2 separate regions of the Mus musculus genome follow, and region 2 is linked to region 1. Evidence: chromatin contacts called from public promoter capture Hi-C data. All regions are on one chromosome and are shown on one strand. The core of a region is the stretch at or near the end of the contact, and the rest is flanking DNA. Distances in the headings are between cores, read along the strand shown. Region 1 overlaps Chsy1 (chondroitin sulfate synthase 1). Region 2 overlaps Lrrk1 (leucine-rich repeat kinase 1).

The links. Capture Hi-C pulls out chosen DNA fragments and counts their contacts.
Region 2: a contact with region 1 is called in a promoter capture Hi-C map of adipose tissue. The contact joins two enhancer-like sites. A contact is called at or near these places in 2 of 115 datasets of contacts at active chromatin or transcription factors (bone marrow-derived macrophages and embryonic basal ganglia) and 1 of 9 other capture datasets (adipose tissue).

The regions. Positions count from the first base shown.
Region 1 is chr7:66,133,119-66,140,507 of GRCm38.p6, forward strand. The region is part of intron 2 of Chsy1 (chondroitin sulfate synthase 1); the gene reads left to right. Among named protein-coding and RNA genes, the nearest start is that of Chsy1, 27 kb to the left of the region's middle. Within about 2 kb of position 2,758, at least 102 of the 459 cell types and tissues checked have an H3K27ac peak or open chromatin away from gene starts, as enhancers often do. A contact at or near this core is called in adipose tissue, where this site is marked.
Region 2 is chr7:66,336,455-66,343,843 of GRCm38.p6, forward strand. Lrrk1 (leucine-rich repeat kinase 1) reads right to left here. Exons shown (of 34, transcript NM_146191.3): 3 at 6,308-6,471. Among named protein-coding and RNA genes, the nearest start is that of Mir7057, 42 kb to the right of the region's middle. Within about 2 kb of position 3,362, at least 74 of the 459 cell types and tissues checked have an H3K27ac peak or open chromatin away from gene starts, as enhancers often do. A contact at or near this core is called in adipose tissue, where this site is marked.

The DNA.
Region 1 (7,389 bases), core at 1,508-4,007:
ATTATTTTCTTCATTTACATTTTAAATGCTATCCCGAAAGTCCCCTGTACCTTCCCTGCCGCCCTGTTCCCCTACCCACTCACTCCCACTTCTTGGTCCTGGCGTTCCCCTGTACTGGGACATATAAAGTTTGCAAGACCAAGGAGCCTCTCTTCCCAGTGATGGCCAACTAGGCTATCTTCTGCTACATATGCAGTTAGAGACACGAGCTCTGGGGGTACTGGTTAGTTCATATTGTTGTTCCACCTATAGGGTTGCAGACCCCTTCAGCTCCTTGGGTACTTTCTCTAGCTCCTCCATTGGGGGCCCTGTGTTCCATCCTATTGATGACTGTGAGCATCCACTTCTGTATTTACCAGGCACTGGCATAGCCTCACAAGAGACAGCTATATCAGGGTCCTTTCAGCAAAATCTTGCTGACATATGCAATAGTGTCTGTGTTTGGTAGCTGATTATGGGATGGATCCCTGGGTAGGGCAGTCTCTGGATGGTCCATCCTTTTGTCTCAGCTCCAAACTTTGTCTCTATAACTCCTTCCATGGGTATTTTGTTCCCTATTCTAAGGAGGAATGAAGTATCCACACTTTGGCCTTCCTTCTTCTTGATTTTCTTGTGTTTTACAAATTGTATCTTGGGTATTCTAAGTTTCTGGGCTAATATCCACTTATCAGTGAGTGCATATCAAGTGAATTCTTTTGTGATTGGGTTACCTCACTCAGGATGATATCCTCCAGATCCATCCATTTGCCTAAGAATTTCATAAATTCATTGTTTTTAATAGCTGAGTAGTACTCCATTGTATAAATGTAAATGTACCACATTTTCTGTATCCATTTTTTTGATAAAGGTTATTTCCAGCTTCTGGCTATTATAAATAAGGCTACTATGAACATAGTGGAGCATGTGTCCTTATTACTAGTTGGAACATCTTCTGGGTATATGCCCAGGAGAGGTATTGCTGGATCTTCTGGTAGTACAATGTCCAATTTTCTGAGGAACCGCCAGACCTATTTCCAGAGTGGTTGTACAAGCTAAGCAAGCATATTTTTAGGTTGCTTCAAAGTAACTATGATATCTTCCCAATTTTAAGAGGCAACAATAAATTAAAGTTTGTAGTTCTGATATTTAATCATCTTTATTGGTACTTAATCTGGTGTCTTTAGCACAGCAAATGAGGAAACAAAGGCAAGAATGAACTTGACAGTGAACGGTGGCAAAGGCAGTGCTGACGGGATTAGGGAAATCGGGTAAAATTGCTTAAGGTTTAGAAGAGTGTTGTAAGTTGGTATGTCTCAACCTTGTGCAACAGGAATGTTTGTTTAATCAGAATGTTGTATATGTATATATGTATATATATAATCAGAATGCTACATATGTGTATATATATAATCAGAATGTTGTCTATGTATATATGTATATATATAATCAGAATGCTGTATGTGTATATATGTATATATAATCAGAATGTTGTCTATGTATATATGTATATATGTATATATATAATCAGAATGCTGTATATGTATATATATGTATATATAATCAGAATGCTGTATATGTATATATATTTCAAGTACTGGGGTTGTATGTAGATCTCATACCAGGCAGGATTTTATCAAAAGTGGACTTTACGTGAGATTTGCTTGAATAACTTGAAAGGAGCAGGTGCCACTCCAAACCTAGACATGGTATCTCAGTGGGTGGAAATTCCCTGTCTACTGTATAGTACAGCCTTCTCTGACAATTCTTTACCCACTAAACTTTCAGGAGTTGTCATTCATTTAGATTCAGAGAACGTTTCTTAGGAGGTAGTGGTGTTCCGGAACCATGTAGAACTTAGCACTGTTAGTCTACCTTTCCACTTGTCCTGGGTAGCAGAAAGAGAGATTGCCTTTGGTTTTTCCAGTGAGTAGAGACTGTATTTGGGGTGGGGGAAGCCAGACTGGGTGCCAAATGCTCCCTCTGGGCTGTGCTTTATAAGGTTAATACTATTTACATACCTTTCTTCTCTGAGTCATGTTAACACTCAGGAATTATATGACCAAATACAAATGAGTGGGATTGAAGGACAGCACTGTCACTGTGAGTGACAGTGTGAACAGCAGTCTCGGGAGATGACAAACACAAAGGTTTGACAGGATTGGTTTTCTTTCTTGGTTCCACTAGCCAGGCTGGCCTTAAATTCCCAGTTCCACCTCTGCTTTCTGAGGGCTGCTCTTGCAGGCACGGATCACCACAAAGTAAAAACTAAGTGTTTACTCAGTGTAGCTAGGAATCTCTCCGTTTTTCAGACTAGCTGCTAAGTAATTTAAAGCTTGTTTATGGACTGGTTCCATGTTTCAGCAGTTACAAAGTGAAACTTACTGTGAGTCAGCATCCACCAGTAGGGTCTCAGGGGGTAACATGTTTGTTAAATTCTCTCCAATGGGATGGAGCGTGAGGAAGACATCTCACCTTCCTATGTTAAATCTCTAACTCCACACCAGGCAAGACTAAACTAGAGTCTAAGGTACAGAAATTCCTCAGTGTTTCTTCCTGTGTCAAGGTCTTGAGACATGAAGACTTCACTCAATGTGGGCCTCTGGGTTGGAAGAGAAAGGGGCATGGAAGAGCAAGCTTGGTGGGTTGTGGCAGAGTCAACTGCTCAAGGACTAGTTGTTTACAAATGTTAATTTCCTCATTTTAGCTCCTGTGTCATAGTTAAGTAGGAGGAAACAGGGCAGGAGGTGCTAGTCTCAGCATTTACAGTTCTGTTATTGGAAATGGTTTCAGAACATTTTGTATTACGTTTCGGTGTCTGCCTGCCTATGTGTGCCAGCTATGGTGTCTGTAGAGGTCAGAGGATAATCCGTGAACTTGGCTCTCTCCTTCTACCATGTGTCCCAGATACTGAACCCAGGCAGTCAGACTTGGTGGCAAGTGGCTAATTTACTGAACCATCTCACCAGTCCCTCTAAAATTATTGCAAATTTTAAAAAAGGTAGAGCCAGGAGTGTTGGAGTTTAAGGTCATCCTTAGCTACATAGTAAGTTTGAGGACAGCCTAGACTGCTACATGAATCTGACTGCAAAAGTGGGGTGGGGGCAGTTAGAACACAGAGCCTTCCAACAGAAAATGAAGGGCTTTTGTTGTGGTTGTTGTGTCCTGTAGACTGTTCTGTGCTCTGGGAAACTGGGCAAAGCAATACAGAGCTGGATTCTCTGAGTGGATATTATACAGGATGTGAATTGTAGCTTACTGACTTCTAGGAACTTGAAGACAGAAGAGGTCTTTGTTCTAGAGGCTGCAGACTTCTAGCTCCATAAAGAGCTTATCATTGAGCAAGATTATAATGTGCCATGTCATGACTGTAAAAAAATGTGTAATGGGACCATTACAGCCAACCCTTTTCCTGGGTAGCAAGATTCTTTCAGCATTCACAGAGCAATTAAATGCTAATCCCCTGCTGACACCAGGATTCAGGGAAGGCAACCCTGCTGGACTCTACTACCTAGGGGTAAAGTAATCTGTGCAGATTTATTTCTTTGATGCTGGACATTTATTTCCTAAGCCAAAAACAAAAAATAAACAAAACCCCCAAAACACAAGAATTGGAGGTTGAGGACTTAGCTCAGTGATAGAGCACTTACCAGACAAGCATAAGGTCCCGTGTTCCCTCTCTAGATGAAGGCTTAGTTTTACTTATACCGATGCAATTGAAAGCAGTAGAAGGCTTGTTGGTAGATATTTATAATGGGTATTTTAATAATTCAGGTTTCTGCTTGCTCAATTAGAGTACAGTGCCTATGGAAATGAGCATATCTAGGTAATACAAATATGCTTAGCTTTTTAAATGATGCAAAAACAGTGTGCCTGTCTGCCCTGAACATGGAGACTGTGGCGGTACAGCCTTGCAGTTCTTGTCTGTCAACTTCTCTGTGTAAAAGCTAGAAAGCAAGAGACTCAGAAGAAGCAGACATGAGGTGGCATAAGAGGGAGGCTTACAAGACCTGCAGGAAGTTTTTGGAGATGCAGTGCATGGGAGGAGTCCCTTGTTTTTAAAAAAATAAACAAGACTATATGACTAAGTCATGATTATAGTGGCTCATATCTACCTGTACCTGCAGATCAGGGAATAGAATGCCCTTTCCTGACCTCCACGGGCACCAGGCTTGAGTGTGGTGCACAAACATATAAAAGGAAACACCTACACACATAAAATGAAATAAACAAACATGTAAAATATTATACTTGAACATCAAATTTCAGATGAGTTAGGCATGGTGACATACACCTATGCTAGCTACTAAGAGGCAGGACAATCACAAGTTCAAGATGAGCCAGGTAAAACACTAAGGTCCTGTCTTTGGGAGGGGCATTCTAAGTAAAACCACACAGCTCTGTGCTAATCTCCAGCTGTCTGTGCCCTAGTTGCCCTCAGGCCTGGCAAGATTGCACTCTAGTGCAATCATCACACTAGGCGTCAGCATCGTACGTGTCCACCATATCCAGGGATCCATTCCCTTAAAAAAAGATGCAAGTACCCTGCAGGTACCCTGGCATTGAGTGTGCAGCACTGCCAGTCTCAAACCAGCGAATGTAAACCCAAGACTCTGCCTTTGGGATGTACCAGATGTGCCCAGATAGGCTACGGCTTGCTGACCAACAGATTGCTGAAGTCACTTGGTGACAGTGGCAGGGGATCAATAGGACTTTTTCCCCCTTTCTTTCTTTTGTTGGTAATTGTATTTATTTACATTTCAAATGTTATCTACGCCCCGGTTTCCCCTCCACAAACCCCCAATCGCTGAGGGTGCCCCCCAACCTCCCCAACCAGCAAAGCAGAAGTCACTGTGACATTGCAGAAGCAACAAAAATGAAATTGGTTCAGTTAAGCCTTTGTAGTAAAGCTTTTATTTCTTTCAATTTTAAGTTACATTTATCTAGTTAGTTATTGTATGTATGTGTGCATGCTACAATATACATGTAGACATGAGGACAACTACCAGGAGTTGGTTCTCTCCACTATATTAGTCCCAGGGATCAAACTAGTATCATTAGCCTTGGCAGCAAGGACATTATCCACTGGGCCATCTCACTGATGTTAGCAGAGAAGTCACATTGCACTGTTCTACTCTTTATAATGATCATGTTCTTTCCTATGTACTTCAAATCTTTCTCATTGTAACTGCCCAGTATTCATTTGGCAGTCATCAATAAAGTTATGTTGCCAAGAGTTTTAGATGAAGGGGTAATTTTAATCTTCCATCTTTTGTTTGGCTTTTAGAATGCTCAGATTTAAGCTAATGTTTAGTGATGAGACCTTGTGGGCCTCTGTCAGTCAGCAGTCTCTTGTGATGGGCTTCCAGAGTTGGTGGCAGCATGAAAACACACGGGCTGTTTGGCCTCCAGCCCAGCTTCTCAGCTCGTTCTCCGCATCCTGGAGCAGCTGCTTCAAGAGTTGTGATGCTCACGTCTATGAGGGCTCTGTGAGGGTCCCTGCCTCCTCCTTGATCCTTGTTGCAGGAGCTCACCAGTTATTGCAGTAACTCAGAGAGGGGACACTGTTCCAATGTCACAGCAGAGTTTGTTTGACATTTAGTGTTAATCATAGAAAAGTCTGTCAATAAAAACCTAGTCTGTCTTTTTCATGCTGATAATATCGTCCTTTTCTGTAATTTTTAGGAGAAATCCATTGAATATCATTTTGACTTTACAGTATGTGTAGTCAGTTGAATAGCATCCACCCAGAGATAGCCAGTCTTAGTAAATGTCACCTCATTTGAAAAGTTGGTTTTGCAGATTCCTTTATTAAACTGAGGAACTTGAGGTGAGGACACAGCCCTGGATTGTCCGGGTGGGCACTACACAAGAGAAACCTGAGCTACACAAACAGGAAGGCCGTGTGAGAACAGCACCTGTGGGAATGGTGCAGCCATCAGAAGCCGGTACAAGCCAGTAGGCCCCTGGAGAGAGCATGGCCCCACCACATATCTCTGAGTGCCACCTTTCTTGCACTCAGAAAGGTGGGAGAATCTTCCCCCGACCCATATCTCTCTGCCTCTGTGTCTCTGAGAGTCTGTGTACAAGTGTTCCTGTGTGTGATATACTCGCATGTTGATGCCTGAAAGCCAGAGGTTGACTTTGGGGCTTCTTCAGTTGTTCTCTACCTTTGTTTGTTTGTTTGTTTTTGTGTTTTTGACAGGGCCTCACTGAATTCTGAGCTCTTGAATTTATATAGACAAACTGACCTGCAAGCCACAGATATTTAGCTGCCTGTCTCCCACTCCTTCCCCTAAGCACTGGGGTTACAGAAGCACACTCAAACAACTTGCTTTTTATGTGGGGCCTGGGGACCCAGGCTCAGGTCCTCATGCTTGCTCAGCAACTATTTTACTCATTGAATCATCTCCCCAGCTCGGTATTTCTGTTTTGTTTTTAAGCCAGCAAGTCTGTGGTGATGTGTGAAAGCAGTCTTTTAATGACAGGCTCTCTCTATGTAGCTTTGTCTGGCTTGCAATCACTTTGTGGACCAGGCTAGCCTCGAACTCAGAGAGATCCACCTGTCTCACCCTCCCAAGTACTAGGATTAAGGGCACGCACCATCACAGGCTGGCTGTTATGGCAGTCTTAAGATGCAGAAGTGGTATATTACCCAAAAGAGAAGCCTTCAGGAATGCAAGAACAGAGAGGCTCCATCACCCATCATGGAGCTATGGGCCAAGGGCTGCTCTTGCTAAGGTCACCATCTCTAATAACAGGACCTCACAAGTGTGTTGTGTGAAGTGCCCGACACAGTGAGCACTGCCCTTCTTCCTGCCTGGTTTGTCTAATGCAGAGGATATTACAGTATAGTCCCCAGACCAGCAGGTTCAGCATCATCTTGTATCAGGGTCTCCCCATGCCCTGTATTGAAAACCAGAGCCACTGTATCCTCAGAGGTAAGCATGTATCAGAGTCATTTAGGGCTTTTTTGGGTTTGTTTGTTTGTTTGTTTTGAGACAGATTTCCTAAATAGCCCAAGCTGGCCTCAACCCCACAAGACTCTGGTTGCCTCAGTCTTCCAAGGGCTGGCATCACAAAGTTGTGCCACTATGACATGGTGTGGAGAGGGGTCTTCCCTCTCCTGGCCTTGGCATAGAGCCCAGGATCCACCTGTAGTGTGTGTACCGTCTGTTTTCTCATGCGTCTCATTTGGTTCCTCTTGCTTGTCAAAGTGTCTTAGGCTTCCTTGTTTTTGATGACCTTGACAGTCAACTATTGAGTAACATTTCCTCATCCGGGACTTTTCTGATGGTTTCCTCATAGACTGGGATTAGCAGTGTTTGAGGAGACCAGAGAGACAGAAAGCTGTTTTCCTCACCTGCCAGCTCCATTGTCACCATTAACTCTGACTTGGCTTTGTGCTGTGGC
Region 2 (7,389 bases), core at 2,112-4,611, 200 kb after region 1:
TCAGGACACTGAACATACCTAGGGCAGACTTGTGCCACATATGACTGCTTTGCCAAGAAATCTGCCTCCTGCTGCCTCCTAGGCTCAGGCATTCTGCCACTCCACCCTGCCAGGCACTAATCTATCATACTGTCATACTGTGGATGATACACATTGGTCCTAGCGGGATAGACTGTGAGAGGTGGTACTTAGAGGACAGAGGTCACCGAGGACATGTTCTTGACATACATCCAGTCACTGCTCCACTCTGCCTCCCTTGCCCTCTTTTCCTGAATGTCCTGAGGTAAACATCTTTCCTTCCCTGTGCCTTCATTGCTATGATGCTCTACCTGTCTACAAGGAGAAAGCCAACCTGTGTGTGTGTGTGTGTTTGTAAGTATATCTGTAAGTGTGAGTGAGTGTATGTCAGTGAGTGTATGTGTGTGTATGTGAGTGTGTGTGTTTTTAAGTATGTCTCTAAGTGTGTGTGTGGGTGTGAGAGAGTATGCTTGTGAGTGAATGGGTGTGTTTGTAAGTATGTCTGTAAGTATGAGTGAGTATGTAGGAGTGTGTGTGTATGAGTGTGAGTGTGTATGTGAGTGTGTGTGTATGAGTGTGAGAGTGTGTGTATGTTTGTAAGTATGTCCGTAGGTAGGTGTGTGTGCAAGTGTGAGTGTATGTGTGTGTATGTGAGTGAGTGTGTGTGTGTGTCCTATTGGGTGGAGTAGGGCTCCTTGCCTGAGCTTGGAATGTTTGCTTTCTAATGTCCATTCCTCCAAGTTCTACCCTTCAGAGGGAATGTGATGTTAGGGACACAGTTGGCCAATACTTCCTCCAAGGCTGCGTGTTTTCTTTCTAGCCTCCAAACAGAGTGTTTATTAGAGAATAACTTTCTAATTTTGGCAAGATGCAGCTTATCTATTTTCCTTTCTTTTTCTAGGTCCTTTCTTTTCCGGACTGATTGTGCAGGCTGTACCATCTGCAAGTGAGGATACTTTTATTTTCCCTTCAGATCTACATGTGGTTTATTTCACTTCACCTTATTTCCCTGGTTTGAACATCAGGTGGTCTACTGAATAATACATTGATTATAATTATAATAATTCTTTTTTATTTCAGAGGAGAGCATGAATGCAGTTTCTTATCACAAATTATGCATAAAGATTGAAGATTGCTATCTTAGAGATCTAGATCCCTTATTATTAGTTAGTAACCCCACCCCCACCCCCTTGGTAATTCTCTTTGCTCTGTAGTTCACTTTATCTGATCGGTACATAGCCACTCCTGCTTGCTTTTGCTTAATTCTTAGTGGCCTAATATATTTTCATCTACTTACTTTCTGAACACATACACATTCACACAAAATCACACATCTTCACACATAATACACACACACAACATACTCACACACATGCACATACATATGTACACTCACACACTTACATTTACAACACTCAAACACATGCATACATATACATACACATACTCACTCACATGCACACTCACACACACACTCACACATACATATATACTCACACACTCATACACACACACACAAACACTCTCACACATGCATATACTCACACTGTATTTAATACACACACCATTGTATTTAAAGTGAGTTTCTCACAGGTAATATCCATTTCTTATTCTTTTTAAAAATCCTACCTGTAAAACTCTGGAACTAAGCTCATGGATTTAAATCAATTATATTTAATATAATTATTTAGATGTTGAATTTAAGTCTGCCATGTGATTGTGTTTGCTTTTGTTTACTTTCATTTTTATTTTTTTCCCCTGTGAGCAGCTTGATTTGTTTTGATTTGGTTATACTGTTTTTTATATAGCGCTATGACAGTTTTAATGTTTAATCGTTTGTAGACAGTGACTCACCATGTATCCTCGGTTAGTCTGGAACTCTATGTGTACCTCTTTGTAGATCTGCTGCCTTCCTCCCAAGTGCTGAGATTAAAGGCATGCACCATCATATCCGGCTATATGCAGTTTTGTAAATGATTGCTTCAGGTATTGCATTATAGATATGTAGCCTACTAAAATAGACCGATAAAGTACTATTTTCAGTAATTTTAAAATCAGTTTAGATAGCATTGAAATTTTACCTTTATTAGATAATTGCCTTGTTTTTAAAAATCCCCTCTTTCTATATTAAGAGCTGTATTAAGCGATGGTTCCGTTTGCTTCAACTGTCAAATACAACTCGAGGGACAAAGAATGAACTAACAGCCTATTCTGTGTGCTTGTGCTTTGTTCTCACCAGGCTCCTAATTCCCAACAGCCCTTGCTTGGTTCGTCCTTTAGGTATAGCTGCTCCGTTAGGGACACCTTCCTTCCAGACGTTAGTTCTCTCATCTCCATCATTCCAGAATGTATTCATTTTCTCTTCCTTCTTGAGGGGTATTCTCCAGGCCATGGGGCTTTAAGTTGACCCCTCTCCTTCGTTAGTGCTTTGTGTCACTTCCCCTGGATCCTTGGTGTCTGACAATGTCGTTCAAATTGTTCCCCCCCCCCAAGGAAACATATCTCCTTCTCCCTCTTCCTCTCCCTCTCTCTCTCTCCTCCCCCCAGAGCTTCAGAGCTTTCAATAGTTTTGGTTTTGTTTCTTTTGTTTTTATGGTGGCTTGAGTATGATATGTGGGGAGCACTGGTCACTGACATCGCTCCTGTCGGGGACCTTCTTGCTTCTCCACTCTGCTGGCTTTGTCTTCTCTGCTTTGGAGGAGTTTTCAGTTTCCTAAATTAGGGTTCAGTGCGTTTCCTTCCACTCCTTGTGGACTCTGAGAGCATGAGTTCAGCTAAAATTCTTACCTCCTCTGGGGCTCTTTCAATCTCTTGCTCCTTCCTCACTCCCTCTCCCCCTTCCTCTTCCCCTTTCTTCTCTACCCTTTCCCTTCTCCATCTCTCCCTCTCCCCTCCCTTTCCTTTCTTCCTTCCTCCATCCCCATCTCTCCCTTTTCTCGTTCTCTTCTCCTTCCTCTCCTCTCCCCTCCCCATATCTCGCCCTCTTTCTTCCCATCTCTCCCCCTTCTTTTCCATCTCCCCTTCTCCCATCTCTCCTCCTCCCTGTGTCTTCCTTTTTCCCTTCCCTCTCATTCTCCCCTTCCCTCCTTCTCAATCTATCAGGGTATAGATTCTTTCTTCTGTCTTCTCTATTCTAGACTTGAGTCTGTCTACAAAAGAAACCTTCAGCTATTGTATTTTAGAGATTCTAAAATTTCCATTTCATCCCCCTTTGCTCCTCCATGACACTCCTTCTTTGGTGACTCCTGCTGTTTACTTTTGCTTTAAGCATGCTCGTGTTTGCTCGCAGGAGTGTTTGGTCTGTTTTAGAGGTCTTGTCTGAGCTTCCAAACGTCTGACTCATCCAGCTGCGGACACTGTGGCTGCCCTGTTCTCTCTGAGTGATATTTTTCTGTTTCCTGAGGAGAGTGTGTTTATTAGGATCTGGTGATTAGTGAAAATGTATTTTAGGAACGGGATCCTATTCAAGTCCTGGGCTTGGACTCTGCTAACTCTGGTGGGTGAACAGTTGTGTGGATTAATCACTCCTGGGAAAACAGGAACTACTCAGAATTAGATGGGACAAGGGGAATGGACTCCTGGGTCCTGTTGGGCAGGAAGGTCTTTCATGCTCCTTAGGTCTCCAGTGAAAGCAGTGTGTGTGTGTGTGTGTGTGTGTGTGTGTGTGTATGTTGGGGGGATGGTTATTATATTACCACCTAGTGCCTGAGTGCTGATTAACGTCCCAGCTCCCAGCAGACTTCTTGGATGACTGGGACAACTTTTACAGCCTGGCTGGGTTAGAGCCTCTCCACCTGGCCTTGGCAGGAGTGTGATGGGGAAGGGCTGCAGACACTGCTATGGTGTGGCTGGGCGTTGCCTATAGACTGTTTTTTCATGCTGCCCTTGCCTAGTGCTCTGCCTTCCCTTAGAGCTTCTTTGTCTGTGTCCATTTGTTTCTGAGTCGCCAGCTTCTTGTTGTTCTATCAGGGATGCAACGAAGGTGAGAGGGACCCCCCAGAGGTGCAACACCCCCCCCCAGCTCTGACCACACTAGCAGGTCTTTTCTCTCTCACTTGAAAATGTCCACTGCAGTGCATGCAGCATTGCTGTGTACGGAATGTGCAGGGTTCTCAGCTGCACCGAGAGAGGAATGCTGAGACGCACACCAGTTCCACCAGCTTCTCTTCAGTTTTTAAAATCACGCCTAATTGTTTTTATTTTTTATATGCACTAGTACATGACTTTCTTCTGCATGCCTGCATCCATTCGTCCTTCTTAATAGAAGTTACCGGCTTATTTACTGAAACTATATTGGAGAGCTTTTCAAATTGTGTTGAGCTGTTATCTGACGCTTTGGGAATTCTTCATAGCATCCTACAGCCAGGGAACACTGGGGATTACATCACCTTGTGGACCCAACAGTTGGGCCATCTCGCACACATAGGTGTGGCCCCGAGAATTCATAACCAGAGCAATATCAAATGTCCTCTTCACGGTGCTCATTGTCTCCCAATCTCTGACTTTTCTGAGAATTGGCTAGAGGCTTAAAAATGGAATCATTTCTAACATTAAATTAAATGATTAAGCCTAGGCTAACCAAAGTAATGCAAACAAAGTATTGATGAAGGGTTTCCACGGTAACATTCAATTCTTATTCCCCGTGAGCTGTTGGCAGGAGGGTAATTTTGGGTTTGCTTTTTAGCCAATGGTTTGGCATACGTCATGTATGAAAGTGTCAAAACAAAACTCACTGTTTTATATTAATGTGCTAACAAAAGCGTGCATACCTATACTCTCCATTTGGGACACCCACGCATGCTAAGAAAATAGCCTTACAATAAGAAAACAAATAGGCAAAAAATTCTGTACATTACTGGTAAGAAATTTGAAATAAGCCAAATTTCCAATCAAGAGGAGTGGATTGAATTTAAGTTATGTCCTCTCTATTACAGGGAATACTATGCAGCCATCAATGGCAATGCCTGCAATGAATTTACAGTCCTGCAGAAAACCCTGCATATAATAGAAGCAAACACAAAGTATATGCAAATCAATGATCTGTATTTATATTACCTACATGATTCATCGTATATTATCAGAAGTGCAACACTCCACCTGAGCAGCAGGCTAGAAGAAAACGTATCAAGTCAATGAAGAGGCAGTGTTTGGGCACATTAGGGACGGGCTTAGCTTTTGTTCTTTTTTTTTTTTTTTTCCTTTTACTAACAGATTTTTCCAAAAATTTCTGAGCACATGCTGTTGTTATATAATGGAAGAAAGTATGAAATCAGTAGATACAGACTGCATTCACAACCCTGCAAAGCTCGACACGGAAGGCGATAGTGTCGTGCCACTGAAGAAACCCCTGGAAAGGACCACTCTCCACATGCCCAAGTGCAAATCGAGGTGTTTCCAAACAGACGCTGGAGTCCCGTGAAGACTCTGGCAGTGCGAAGATGACCCGAAAGCTGGGGATGTGGTTCAGCCGGTCCAGGCATCCTCCTTCATCCCCAGCATCTTAAGCCTGGCAGGGAGGGACATGCCTGCAACCCCTATCGCAGAGATGGAGGCAGGAGAATCAGAAGTTTAGGGTCAACCTTGACTGCACAGTGAGTTAGCAGACAACCTGGGATCCATGAGACTTTACACTCCCTGCCCCTTATTGCTAAAGGGGAGACTTTATTCCTACTTTCCAGTAGAGGGATAGCTCAGTGGGTAAAAGCGGGGGTCGGGTGCTCAGTGGATAAAGCGCTTGCTGTGTAAACATGAAGACCTGGGTTCGGATACCCAGTAACCATGCAAAACCCAGATTCATTGGTGCCTGCCTATAACCTCAGTTGTTCTAGAGGTGTGGACCCAGGGAGGTCCTTGGGGTTTTGCTGACCAGCCTAGTGTGGCTGAGATGATAAGCTCTGGGTTTAGTGAGTGACCCTGTACCAAAAGATATGGTGAAGGGGCTGGAGAGACAGCTCAATGGTTAAAAGAACTAGTGGCCATTGCGGAGGATCTGAGTTTAGTTGGTTCTCAACACCCACATCAAGGCTCACAACTGTCCATAATTCTAGGTGATCTCACGCCCTCTTCTGGCTTCCTTCGGTACTACATGCCCATGGAAGTGCTTCTTACTTTGCAGGCAAAATTCGTAAAGTAAAAGTATGCATACACAGTGTCTGTCTGTCTGTCTGTCTGTCTGTCACACACACACACACACACACACACACACAGAGAGAGAGAGAGAGAGAGAGAGAGAGAGAGAGAGAGAGAGAGAGAGAGAGAACAGCAACTCTGGGGCAGTAGCACACCCTACCTTCTCCTGTGAGGATTCGCTCTCTTCACAAACCCCTCTGAGTAGGTCTCGGGCTCGGGAGAGGTTCCTCTGCTTGTACGCAGTGTGGATTTCTTCCATGCTGGGGCACTGCACCGTGGAGCTGCCACCTGGTAAAGACAGTTTGCTGCCCATGTCTTCGGCACCTGCGTGGGAGGACATGTACACATGGTATCACTGTGGCTGGTGACCTCTGGGTAGTCACTGGAGGTGACAGTGGAGGTGTGCATTACCCATGACATCACAGGGCTGGGGGTTAGGAAGAGAATCCTGAAAAGCTCCTGTCAGCAGGCTCCTATATCTCTGGGGACCCCCAGCCATTCTGGAAGGCATTTACTGGACAGTTCGAAGTTTAGCACAGCTGCTTGGGAGGAGAGGCCAGACATGCAGAGGACTCGGTGCCTGGGTCCTTATGGAGCAGCTGGACACAGCTAAGCACTGCACTGAGTGGAAAGATACGAGTGAAGGAGACCACTGTTCCCCATCAGTGTCCCGCTCCAGAACAAGGTTGATATTAGAGGTCTGTAAACGCCCAGATGCTGACAAACAGGCTTCGGAAGTCCCCTAAATGTTTTAAAGTTCTTCCCAAAACTCTCTCTGAAGCATGTATATCTTTCTCTGGAAGGAAAAGTGAAAGCATTCTTTCTACAGATGTTACAGGAAAGGCTGTGGCCGACGAGACGCTAAGTCCTGAACTATGTTAAAGGGCAGGAGCTGTGGTGAGAATTCTATGATTCATGGCTAAGATTCACAGGGGATGAGGGACCCTGGGATAAGAGGCAGAGCTGGTGGCCCACCACCTGCATCTCTCTAAAGGGATGATGTAATGCTTTCCTTTTTTTGGTATATTGTTAAATAGACACTGAGCAGGGTGGCCCTAAAACACAGACATCACAAAAGTGAGCCACATTAAGAGCAGCTATCATCTGGAGAATGCTTTTGAAGTGTAATTTCTTTACAATAGCAAGGTTATAGTTTGGACCTTAGCTATTCCTCAGAAGCCTGTGACTTAAAGGCTCTCTCTGCAAAGTGGCAATCCTGGTAGCTGGCAGAGCCACTAGCAG